2 separate regions of the Salmo salar genome follow, and region 1 is linked to region 2. A link is a contact called in public Hi-C data. All regions are on one chromosome and are shown on one strand. The core of a region is the stretch at or near the end of the contact, and the rest is flanking DNA. Distances in the headings are between cores, read along the strand shown. Region 1 holds the start of LOC123727709 (extensin-like). Region 2 overlaps LOC106574073.

The links. Hi-C and Micro-C count contacts between places; a contact is called where the count stands out from the background.
Region 1: a Hi-C map of muscle shows a contact between it and region 2, with 5 times the contacts expected there. The contact joins the promoter of LOC123727709 here to the enhancer-like site in region 2. A contact is called at or near these places in 2 of 3 Hi-C or Micro-C datasets (gill and muscle).

What each region holds. Positions count from the first base shown.
Region 1 is chrssa16:45,232,737-45,238,065 of Ssal_v3.1, reverse strand. LOC123727709 (extensin-like) reads left to right here and starts at 2,738. Exons shown (of 2, transcript XM_045696676.1): 1 at 2,738-2,771; 2 at 4,297-5,329. The coding sequence starts at 2,738.
Region 2 is chrssa16:45,154,503-45,159,827 of Ssal_v3.1, reverse strand. All of the region lies in intron 8 of LOC106574073, which reads right to left. Among protein-coding and RNA genes, the nearest start is that of LOC106574072, 25 kb to the left of the region's middle. Within about 2 kb of position 3,072, at least 2 of the 13 cell types and tissues checked have an H3K27ac peak or open chromatin away from gene starts, as enhancers often do. A contact at or near this core is called in muscle, where this site is marked.

The sequences.
Region 1 (5,329 bases), core at 1,489-3,988, 79 kb before region 2:
CACTTCCTGCTCTCTACCACCTTCAACAAAACCTACAGGCAGACACAGGGACAGACACAGGGACATCTAGCAGCAGGTTCTTACTCTTTGTAAGCAAGCCGGCCAAGTGGACACAGGCATTTGGTTGTCAAAAGTTAAAGCGCATTTTGTCCATTCGCCCTTTATTCAAATACTGTACACATTTGAGGAATTGTATTTCAGAAAACTAAAGGGGACCATAGGCCCACAATTAAATCTGAAATCACTTGTCATATTTCTGTCATACTCAATCTCTCATGACAATGTACTTATGATTTCTTTCTATTTTACACAGGAAGTGGATCTGTTGTTATGCCTGTCTGTGCTCCAAACTGCCACTTTCTCCACAGTGAAGCATGGCGCTCCGTTTATTTTTACAAGACATCAGAGGTTCACAATGATCCTATTTCCTTTTCATGCGACTATTTTGTGGTATTGTTGTTGTTTTAAAGGAGCTTTACTGTCCGTAGAGAACAGTCTGTCATTTCTTTATGGACTGGAGATGTGTACAGAGACACTCTCTAAGGGGTACTAATATACCGCTGAGAGGTTTTAGCCTTAGTCGTTAGAAGATGCAGCAATGAGCTCATGTGTTTCCTAAACAAACAAACACGGCTAAATGGGGTCAGTGTACTGCGTTCAGGACACACACCCTCTTTATTGGTTTAGTGGTGTAAGTGGGCGGAGGTGTGGGGTTTTCCTGCAGTGTTTACATGCTGAATGATGCTTAGCATCATGTTGTTTCTCTCAGAAGTCAATGGGGTTAGCAGGAAATCCAATGCTACTTTACCCCTGGGTACTATGGTTGTATTACAGTTGCATAATGGTTTAATAGCATCTCGCCGCCCCACTCCCCTTCCTTTTTTGTATAATTCTAGACGTAGGCAGGACATGACCTACAGGCTTTAGTCATCCCTCGTTTTTTCTCTCCTCTGAAGAGGTTATGTGTGGATTGTTGGGGGTGGGTGAATGAGAGGAGAGAGGGATGAAAAGAGAGGGGAGGCATCTGTAAATGAGTGTTCTCTATCTTTCCCTCCTGTTCTAGGAGTATGATTCATCAACGCCTACTCTATCTATCTCTCTCTCTCTCTCTCTCTCTCTCTGTGTGTGTGTTTCTGTTTCATGGAAGTGATGTCGGCTCCTCTCCTTTGCTGTGCTCTTCTATAAATACCTAGCAGACCACACTGGATCTGGTGCGGGGATGCAGCCGTCCACTCCACTGTTACCTTGTGTATGTGTGTGTTATCAGGGATATTATAGCATGGAGACATTCACAGACACAGAGTCTAGCCCATGTGTTTACATCTACAGTGGCTTGAGGCAAGGAGGATGGGGGGTGTTTTTGTGTCCGTATGTGTGTCCGTGTGTGTGTCCGTATGTGTGTCCGTGTGTGTGTCCGTGTGTGTGTCCGTGTGTGTGTCCGTGTGTGTGTGTCCCAGGTGTTGAACTCTGACGCCTCTGGCTCCCAATCGCACTGCCCTCAGGGGAGTGTGTCTAGGTGGGGGGAGGGGTGTGTGTGTGTGACTGTGGGCTCTGTGGGGAGATGGATATGGTAGGAGTGTATTTTGACAGGCGTGGAGTTAGTTAACCTTCTGGGGGATGTGCCATCCTCTGTGTGCCACACTGTGACAGACACGCAGAGACGGGAGATGTTGCCATACATACACACACACACACACACACACACATTGAAAATGCTCTGAAACACACACACACACACACACACACACCACACACACACACACACACACACTGAATCACAGAGAAACATGTACACATTGAAACATGCACGCTAATGACTCACTGACAGAGTCATGCATATCTGACACATCCCTCCCAAACACAGACACACAGACACACACACACTGAAAATGCTCTGAAACACACACACACACACACACACACACACACACACACACACACACACACACACACACACACACACACACACACACACACACACACACACACACACACACACACACACACACACACACACATATACACACATGCACATACACATACACTCACAGTTGATGTGTAATGACTAGCTGTGTTGTGTTTTGTACCTGGCAGTCAGACATGCTAATGAGAGCTGTGTCACAGATCATTCCCTCCATTAGTATGTAGAGGAACAGCTGTGCTGGGCAATATTCACTCACACACCCACACACTTTTCCACGCGTAGACATATTGCGTGACTTCATGTTTGTTCATTTCAAACCTACAGCACTTACTAGGTCATTTGGGGCTTTTAAAGGCATTAGCCAAGTGAATTTGTGTCGATCCTTTTAAAGGCATAAGCCAAGTGATTTTGTGTCGATCCTTTTAGCGTAACGTTCATTAAAGATGAAAACGTGTTAAGGAATGATTCTATCAACAGAAAGGCTAATATTAGCTGTCATGGAAATGCATGGGCTCAGTTTTAAGGGCTCCTGAGTGGCGCAGCGGTCTAAGGCACTGCATCTCAGTCTTAGAGGCATCACTACAGACCCTGGTTTGATTCCAGGCTGTATCACAACCAGCCGTGATTGGGAGTCCCATAAGGCTGCGCACAAATGGCCCAGCGTTGTCCAGGTTAAGGGCTTGGCCGGGGTAGGCTGTCATTGTAAATAAGAATTTGTTCCTAACTGACTTGCCTAGTTAAATAAAGGTTAAATACATTTTAAAAAATGGTTGTGTGTGTGTGTACATGTGTGAATGGGCTTAAGGCGTCAGCATGCTTCAGTTCAGCTGGCGGCTAGCCAAACTCGGTTAGTTGAACGTAACGAGTGTGCTCACATTCTCCCTTAAAAGACCTTTGCTTGAAAAAGGCGGCAATAGTACTGTTTGTCTATTTTGAGATGCCATAGCCAGTATACACTGCCTCAAAATAGTCCAAATTAATCTAAAATAACTCAAGAAATCTGCCATTAATTTTTACGTTTTTGCAGAGGAGATCTTAGTTGCGCAATTTTACATCTAACTAAGATATTTGGTCCAGCATTTCTCAATGAAAAAATGTGCATGAAAAGGAGTTGTCTTTTGTTGAACGTTAACAAATACTTTATTGAAAAATCACTACAGTTGACCAATCACCGACGAAGGGGCGTAATCTTAGGCTATCGACTTCGTCCAAAACTAACAAAAAAGTCACAAAATGTCGTTATGATATATGCACAAACACTTTTGAACTGTTTCGGCTGGGAAGCATTGAGCTAAAGGCTAGAGCTGCCGCTTTCTAAAAGTGGGACACTAATCCGGACCCTTATAAGAAATCCCGCTATGCCCTCAGACGAACCATCAAACAAGCAAAGCATCAATACAGGACTAAGATTGAATCCTACTACACTGGCTCTGATGCTCGTCGGATGTGGCAGGGCTTGAAAAAGATTACGGACTACAAAGGGAAATCCAGCCGCGAGCTGCCCAGCTCTTTCTTGAACGACACTGTTAATTAAGGGCTTGTAAGTAAGCATTTCACGGTAAGGTCTACACATGTTGTGTTCGGCACATGTGACAAATGAAGTTTGATTTGATTTGAAGCATGCGGACGCCTTTATGAGCCGTGCTTAACATTCCCTGCTAATGTGGCTGCGTTTTAACAATAGAGACTGCCTACTGGCAGGAGGTTTGCCCGTATTCCTTGGGGGGCTGGTGTGTGTGCGTGTGTAATAGAGAGGTGTGTGTGTGTGTAACAGAGGGGTGTGTGTGTAACAGAGAGGGGGGGTGTAGCAGAGAGGTGTGTGTGTGTGTGTAACAGAGAGGGGTGTGTGTGTGTGTGTATAACAGAGGGGTGTGTGTGTAACAGAGAGGAGGGGTGTAGCAGAGAGGGGTGTGTGTGTGTGTAACAGAGAGGGGTGTGTGTAACAGAGGGTCGTGTGTTTAATAGAGAGGGGAGGTGTAATAGAGAGGGGGGGGTGTAACAGAGGTGTGTGTAATAGAGAGGGGTGTGTGGGGGTTGGGGTCCATTCAAGGTCTTGAAAGGACAAGGGGGGAGTAGGGACCATACATTTGGGGAGGTGATGTGTTTGTGTGTATTTGCTGTAGGAGGGGCTGGCAGTATGTGTGTGCATGTGTGTCTTTGAGCAAATATATTGTGTATCTGTGTTCTTGCGTGTGTGTATGTCTGTGTTCTTGCATGTGTGTCAGTCACACATAAGAAAAGCGCTGGAGACTTCAGTGGGTTGTAGGGTTGCCAAAGCTATTCCCTAAGGAATGTGTTGATCTCACCCATCCTCCACTCCTCCTACCTTCACACCTCCCCCAACTCGACCCCTCCACCCCGACCCCCACCAGCGTTTTCCCTCCACCCTGAACCCATCAGAGTTCCCCTCAACCCCAACCCCCACCAGAGCTACCCTCCATCCCGACCATCAACCCCCACAAGAGTTCCATTCCACCCCGAACCGACCCCCACCAGAGTTCCCCTCCACCCCAACCCCCACCAGAGTTCCCCTCCACCCCAACCCCCACCAGAGTTCACCTCCACCCCAACCCCACCAGAGTTCCCCTCCACCCCAACCCCACCAGAGTTCCCCTCCACCCCAACCCCACCAGAGTTCCCTTCACCCCAACCCCCACCAGAGTTCCCCTCCACCCCAACCCCACCAGAGTTCCCCTCCACCCCAACCCCACCAGAGTTCCCCTCCACCCCAACCCCCACCAGAGTTCCCCTCCACCCCAACCCCCACCAGAGTTTACCTCCACCCCAACCCCCACCAGAGTTCCCCTCCACCCAACCCCCACCAGAGTTCACCTCCACCCCAACCCCCACCAGAGTTCACCTCCACCCAACCCCACCAGAGTTCACCTCCACCCCAACCCCCACCAGAGTTCACCTCCACCCCAACCCCCACCAGAGTTCACCTCCACCCAACCCCCACCAGAGTTCACCTCCACCCCAACCCCCAGCAGAGTTCACCTCCACCCAACCCCCACCAGAGTTCACCTCCACCCCAACCCCCACCAGAGTTCACCTCCACCCAACCCCCCACCAGAGTTCACCTCCACCCAACCCCCACCAGAGTTCACCTCCACCCCAACCCCCACCAGAGTTCATCTCCACCCAACCCCCACCAGAGATCCCCTCCACCCAACCCCCACCAGAGTTCACCTCCACCCAACCCCCACCAGAGATCCCCTCCACCCAACCCCCACCAGAGTTCACCTCCACCCAACCCCCACCAGAGTTCACCTCCACCCCAACCCCCACCAGAGTTCCCCTCCACCCAACCCCCACCAGAGTTCCCCTCCAACCCAACCCCCACCAGAGTTCACCTCCACCCCAACCCCCACCAGAGTTCATCTCCAACCCAACCCCCACCAGAGT
Region 2 (5,325 bases), core at 1,823-4,322:
CCAACACCGTGCAGGACGTGTGGCATTTGCCAGAGAACACCAAGATTGGCAAATTCGCCACTGGCGCCCTGTGCTCTTCACAGATGAAAGCAGGTTCACACTGAGCACATGACAGACGTGACAGAGTCTGGAGAGGCCGTGGAGAACGTTCTGCTGCCTGCAACATCCTCCAGCATGACCGGTTTGGCGGTGGGGCAGTTATGGTGTGGGGTGACATTTCTTTGGGGGGCCGCACAGCCCTCCATGTGCTCGCCAGAGTTAGCCTGACTGCCATTAGGTACCGAGATGAGATCCTCAGACCTCTTGTGAGACCATATGCTGGTGCGGTTGGCCCTGGGTTCCTCCTAATGCAAGACAATGCTAGACCTCATGTGGCTGGAGTGTCAGCAGTTCCTGCAAGAGGAAGGCATTGATGCTATGGACTGGGCCGCCCGTTCCCCAGACCTGAATCCAATTGAGCACATCTAGGACATCATGTCTCGCTCCATCCACCAACGCCACGTTGCACCACAGACTGTCTAGGAGTTGGCGGATGCTTTAGTCCAGGTCTGGGAGGAGATCCCTCAGGAGACCATCTGCCACCTCATCAGGAGCATGCCCAGGCGTTGTAGGGAGGTCATACAGGCACGTGGAGGCCACACACACTACTGAGCCTCATTTTGACTTGTTTTAAGGACATTACATCAAAGTTGGATCAGCCTGTAGTGTCGTTTTCCACTTTAATTTTGAGTGTGACTCCAAATCCAGACCTCCATGGGTTGATAAATTGGATTTCCATTGATTATTTTTGTGTGATTTTGTTGTCAGCACATTCAACTATGTAAAGAAAAAAGTATTTAATAAGATTATTTCTTTCATTCAGATCTAGGATGTGTTGTTTAAGTGTTCCCTTAATTTTTTTGAGCAGTATATATATATATATATATATATATATGAATTCCGTGCCACATAAGGCAAACATTGCAATCATTGACACAGGCTCAGATACATCCATATAGAGTTTACAGTATACACACTGCAATCTATACTCCCAGGTGATCAGCAAGGGCTGATTTCAAGGTTTTACTGCTAACCTACAAAGCATTACATGGGCTTGCTCCTACCTATCTTTCCGATTTTGTCCTGCCGTACATACCTACACGTACGCTATGGTCACAAGACGCAGGCCTCCTAATTGTCCCTAGAATTTCTAAGCAAACGGCTGGAGGTAGGGCTTTCTCCTATAGAGCTCCATTTTTATGGAATGGTCTGCCTACCAATGTGAGAGACGCAGACTCAGTCTCAACCTTTAAGTCTTTACTGAAGACTTATCTCTTCAGTAGGTCCTATGATTAAGTATAGTCTGGCCCAGGAGTGTGAAGGTGAACGGAAAGGCTGGAGCAACGAACCGCCCTTGCTGTCTCTGCCTTGCCGGTTCCCCTCTTTCCACTGGGATTCTCTGACTCTAACCCTTTTACAGGGGCTGAGTCACTGGCTTACTGGTCTTCTTCCATGCCGTCCATGGGAGGGGTGCGTCACTTGAGTGGGTTGAGTCACTGACGTGGTCTTCCTGTCTGGGTTGGCGCCCCCCCCTTGGGTTGTCCATGGCGGAGATCGTTGTGGGCTATACTCGGCCTTGTCTTAGGACGGTAAGTTGGTGGTTGGAGACATCCCTCTAGTGGTGTGGGGGCTGTGCTTTGGCAAAGTGGGTGGGGTTATATCCTGCCTGTTTGGCCCTGTCCGGGGGTATCATCGGATGGGGCCACAGTGTCTTCTGATCCCTCCTGTCTCAGCCTCCAGTATTTATGCTGCAGTAGTTTATGTGTCGGGGGGCTAGGGTCAGTCTGTTACATCTGGAGTATTTCTCTTGTCTTATCCGGTGTCCTGTGTGAATTTAAATATGCTCTCTCTAATTCTCTCTTTCTCTCTTTCTTTCTTTCTCTCGGAGGACCTGAGCCCTAGGACCATGCCTCAGGACTACCTGGCATGATGACTCCTTGCTGTCCCCAGTCCACCTGGCCGTGCTGCTGCTCCAGCTTCAACTGTTCTGCCTGCAGCTATTGAACCCTGACCTGTTCACCGGACGTGCTTGTTGCACCCTCGACAACTACTATGATTATTATTATTTGACCATGCTGGTCATTTATGAACATTTTAACATCTTGACCATGTTCTGTTATAATATCCACCCGGCACAGCCAGAAGAGGACTGGCCACCCCTCATAGCCTGGTTCCTCTCTAGGTTTCTTCCTAGGTTTTTGGCCTTTCTAGGGAGTTTATCCTAGGGAGTTTTTCCTAGCCACCGTGCTTCTTTCACATGCTTTGCTTGCTGTTTGGGGTTTTAGGCTGGGTTTCTGTACAGCACTTTGAGATATCAGCTGATGTACGAAGGGCTATATAAATAAATTTGATTTGATTTTGATTTGATTTCCTGAACACGTTTTGACTCCCAGGTCTTCATCAAGTCCCATTACTTTTTGCTGGTTCTTTTTACTGGAACTCTTTGACCTTTGACCTAAGATCACCTGTACGATACTTGTGGATGAGCGTAGGTAATCCTGTTGTATAGAGTATCATATTCAGTATGGCCAATAGGGTTTCAATCAATATATACTGGGCACACCCTTGTGGAATCAACGTTGTTTCCATGTCATTTCAATGAAATTACGTTGAACCAACGTGGAGTAGACGTTGAATTGACATCGTTGCCCAGTGGGGATATTTTGACCCATGTCTACATGACGCTGATGTCGATTAAGGCAGCCCCTCCCACCTCTCTGATTCAGAGGGGCTGGGTTGCCATTAGACACATTTCAGTTGAATGCATTCAGTTGTATAACTGATTAGGTGTCTCCCTTTCATACCATAGCAAACATGCCATTTGATTTCAGTAATAAGCCATGTAGGTGAATGGAGAGACAAATGATGGTCTGCTGCCTTGTGCCATTTCCAGTTTTATAATGTAAATAATGAAGTCATTGAATGGAGATGGTCTGCTTCCTATATTAAGGTCTCTATGGCAGAACTCCCCATAGAAAGCCATGTAGCGCGGCCCATATATAGCACGGCTGTGTCATACTCCTAGCCTATCAGGTTTCTGCCTCTCCATGAAGGTGAGTTAAGTGCAACTCTGAAATGTCCTCCTCTCTGGTCTCTAGTGTGTCAGCTGCTGGGACACACACACACACACACACACACACACACACACACACACACACACACACACACACACACACACACACACACACATTCACGTACACGTAGAGACACACACACACCCATTCACGTACATGTACACACACACACACACATTGCATTTTTGGGTTTTGAATTTGCAAGAAAGGCATTTCACTGTAGTTGTGCATGTGACTTTCAAATTTTAAACACACACACACTAATAAACAAACACACTGTCACTAACACAGGCAGTGTCAACAACATCACCCAAACAGTTGATGTTCAATTTCATCACTGTTCCAAGCCACCTTCCCAAATCCATCATAAGATGTTGCAATAGTCTTCTGAATTCCATGTCTTTCTTTGGCAGCACCACTGCACTCAATCTATTTTTATCTGTCCACTCCGAACACCCCGTCAGACCCAGTGAATGGAAACTATTCGAATGGACGACACACACGGCAGCCATCCATGCATACCAGAGATTCCAGGGAGCCTTGAGCACATGCCATCCGTGTAACATCCTGTCAGGAAGGATCCATGTTGACTTCATTCATAATGTTTTGACATGAGGTGCCACTTTAGAGAAGATCAATGTGCAAGCTTTGCATTGTGACAGATTGGATTTTAGATTAACTGTTATTTCTGCAACAGTTGCCTATTTGTATGTTGCTGATGTCATAGTTCTAGTGTGTGTGTGTGTTTATGTTATACCCAGTGACATGTATTCATGGACCTCAAGGGAAGCCAGGCTTCCCCCAAAATTTGACCAATAAACATTATAAAATAATTTATCTTTCGTCTCTCTGTGTTTTCATAATTTTCCATCAATTCGCAAGTGGCTGATTCTCTCCGGAGAAATCATCCGAGCGAGGAACCAGCGCCCCTCTGTCTCAGTACTTGTAGCCCATGTATCTGATGCTGTCTGGACCAAAAGAGCATAACATGTTGCTGCCGTAGCATTTGATTGATTGATGCCAGCAAGCATTTGGCCTCCCTTGATCATTTTTGGGTAAAATAATTAGCTGAGCTCAACTGTGGGTTGTCCAGGTGTAGCAAAACACTCACCAAGGGAGGCCAGTTTGGATTTGGCTTCAGACAAATCAAATCACTTCCTTTGCAAAATGTAATATTCAGAAAAACGTGTCCGTTTGTCTGCTTGTGTTGATATCCTGCAGTAGCTAGCATGCTAAATTGGCCCTTTCCGAAGCCATGGATGGAGATGTGGATTTGGACTTGCGGTTTTGACTTATACTGAACAAAAATCTAAAACGCAACATGCAACAATTTCAACAATTTTACTGAGTTACAGTTCATATAAGTCAATTGAAATAAATAAATTAGGCCCTAATCTATGGATTTCACATGACTGGGATGGGGTGCAGCCATGGGTGGGCCTGGGAGGGCATAGGCCCACCCACTGGGAAGCAAGGCCCAGCCAATCAGAATGAGTTTTTCCCCACAAAAGGGCTTCATTACAGAAAGAAATACTCCTCAATTTTGGCAAAGGAGAAATGCTCACTAAAATTTGTGCACAAAATTTGAGCTAAATAAGCTTTTTGTGCATATGGAACATTTCTGGGATCTTTTATTTCTGCTCATGAAACATGGGACCAACACTTTACAATTTTGCATTTATATTTTGTTCAGTAGAATTCTCTGTACAAGCCAATGATTATGACGCCGATTCTGATCTAACCATAAATTAATAGTTTGTGCCACTGGCCAGATACGACTGAATTTCAATGTGTAGTCTAGCTAACATAGCTGGTTCATTGTTGCCCATGCAAGGAAGGCAGGCTAGCATGCATTTTAGCTACGTAGCCTATGAGAACAAAACTTAAAGTGTACTGTATGACAGGGCCATAGACTGTTTTGCCAACATGAAAGAGAGGAGGATGGCATTGGCGTTCAACTAGTCTACAAGTAGGTTGAGTCAACATTTTTTGTTTTACACACACACACACACACACACACACACACACACACACACACACACACACACACACACACACACACACACACACACACACACACACACACACACACACACACACACACACACACACACACACACACACACACACACACACCATTGATAGCCACATGATATTTAGCAACACTGATTGGACTGAATTGTTTTTGGTACAATACCTTTAAGTTTGCTTT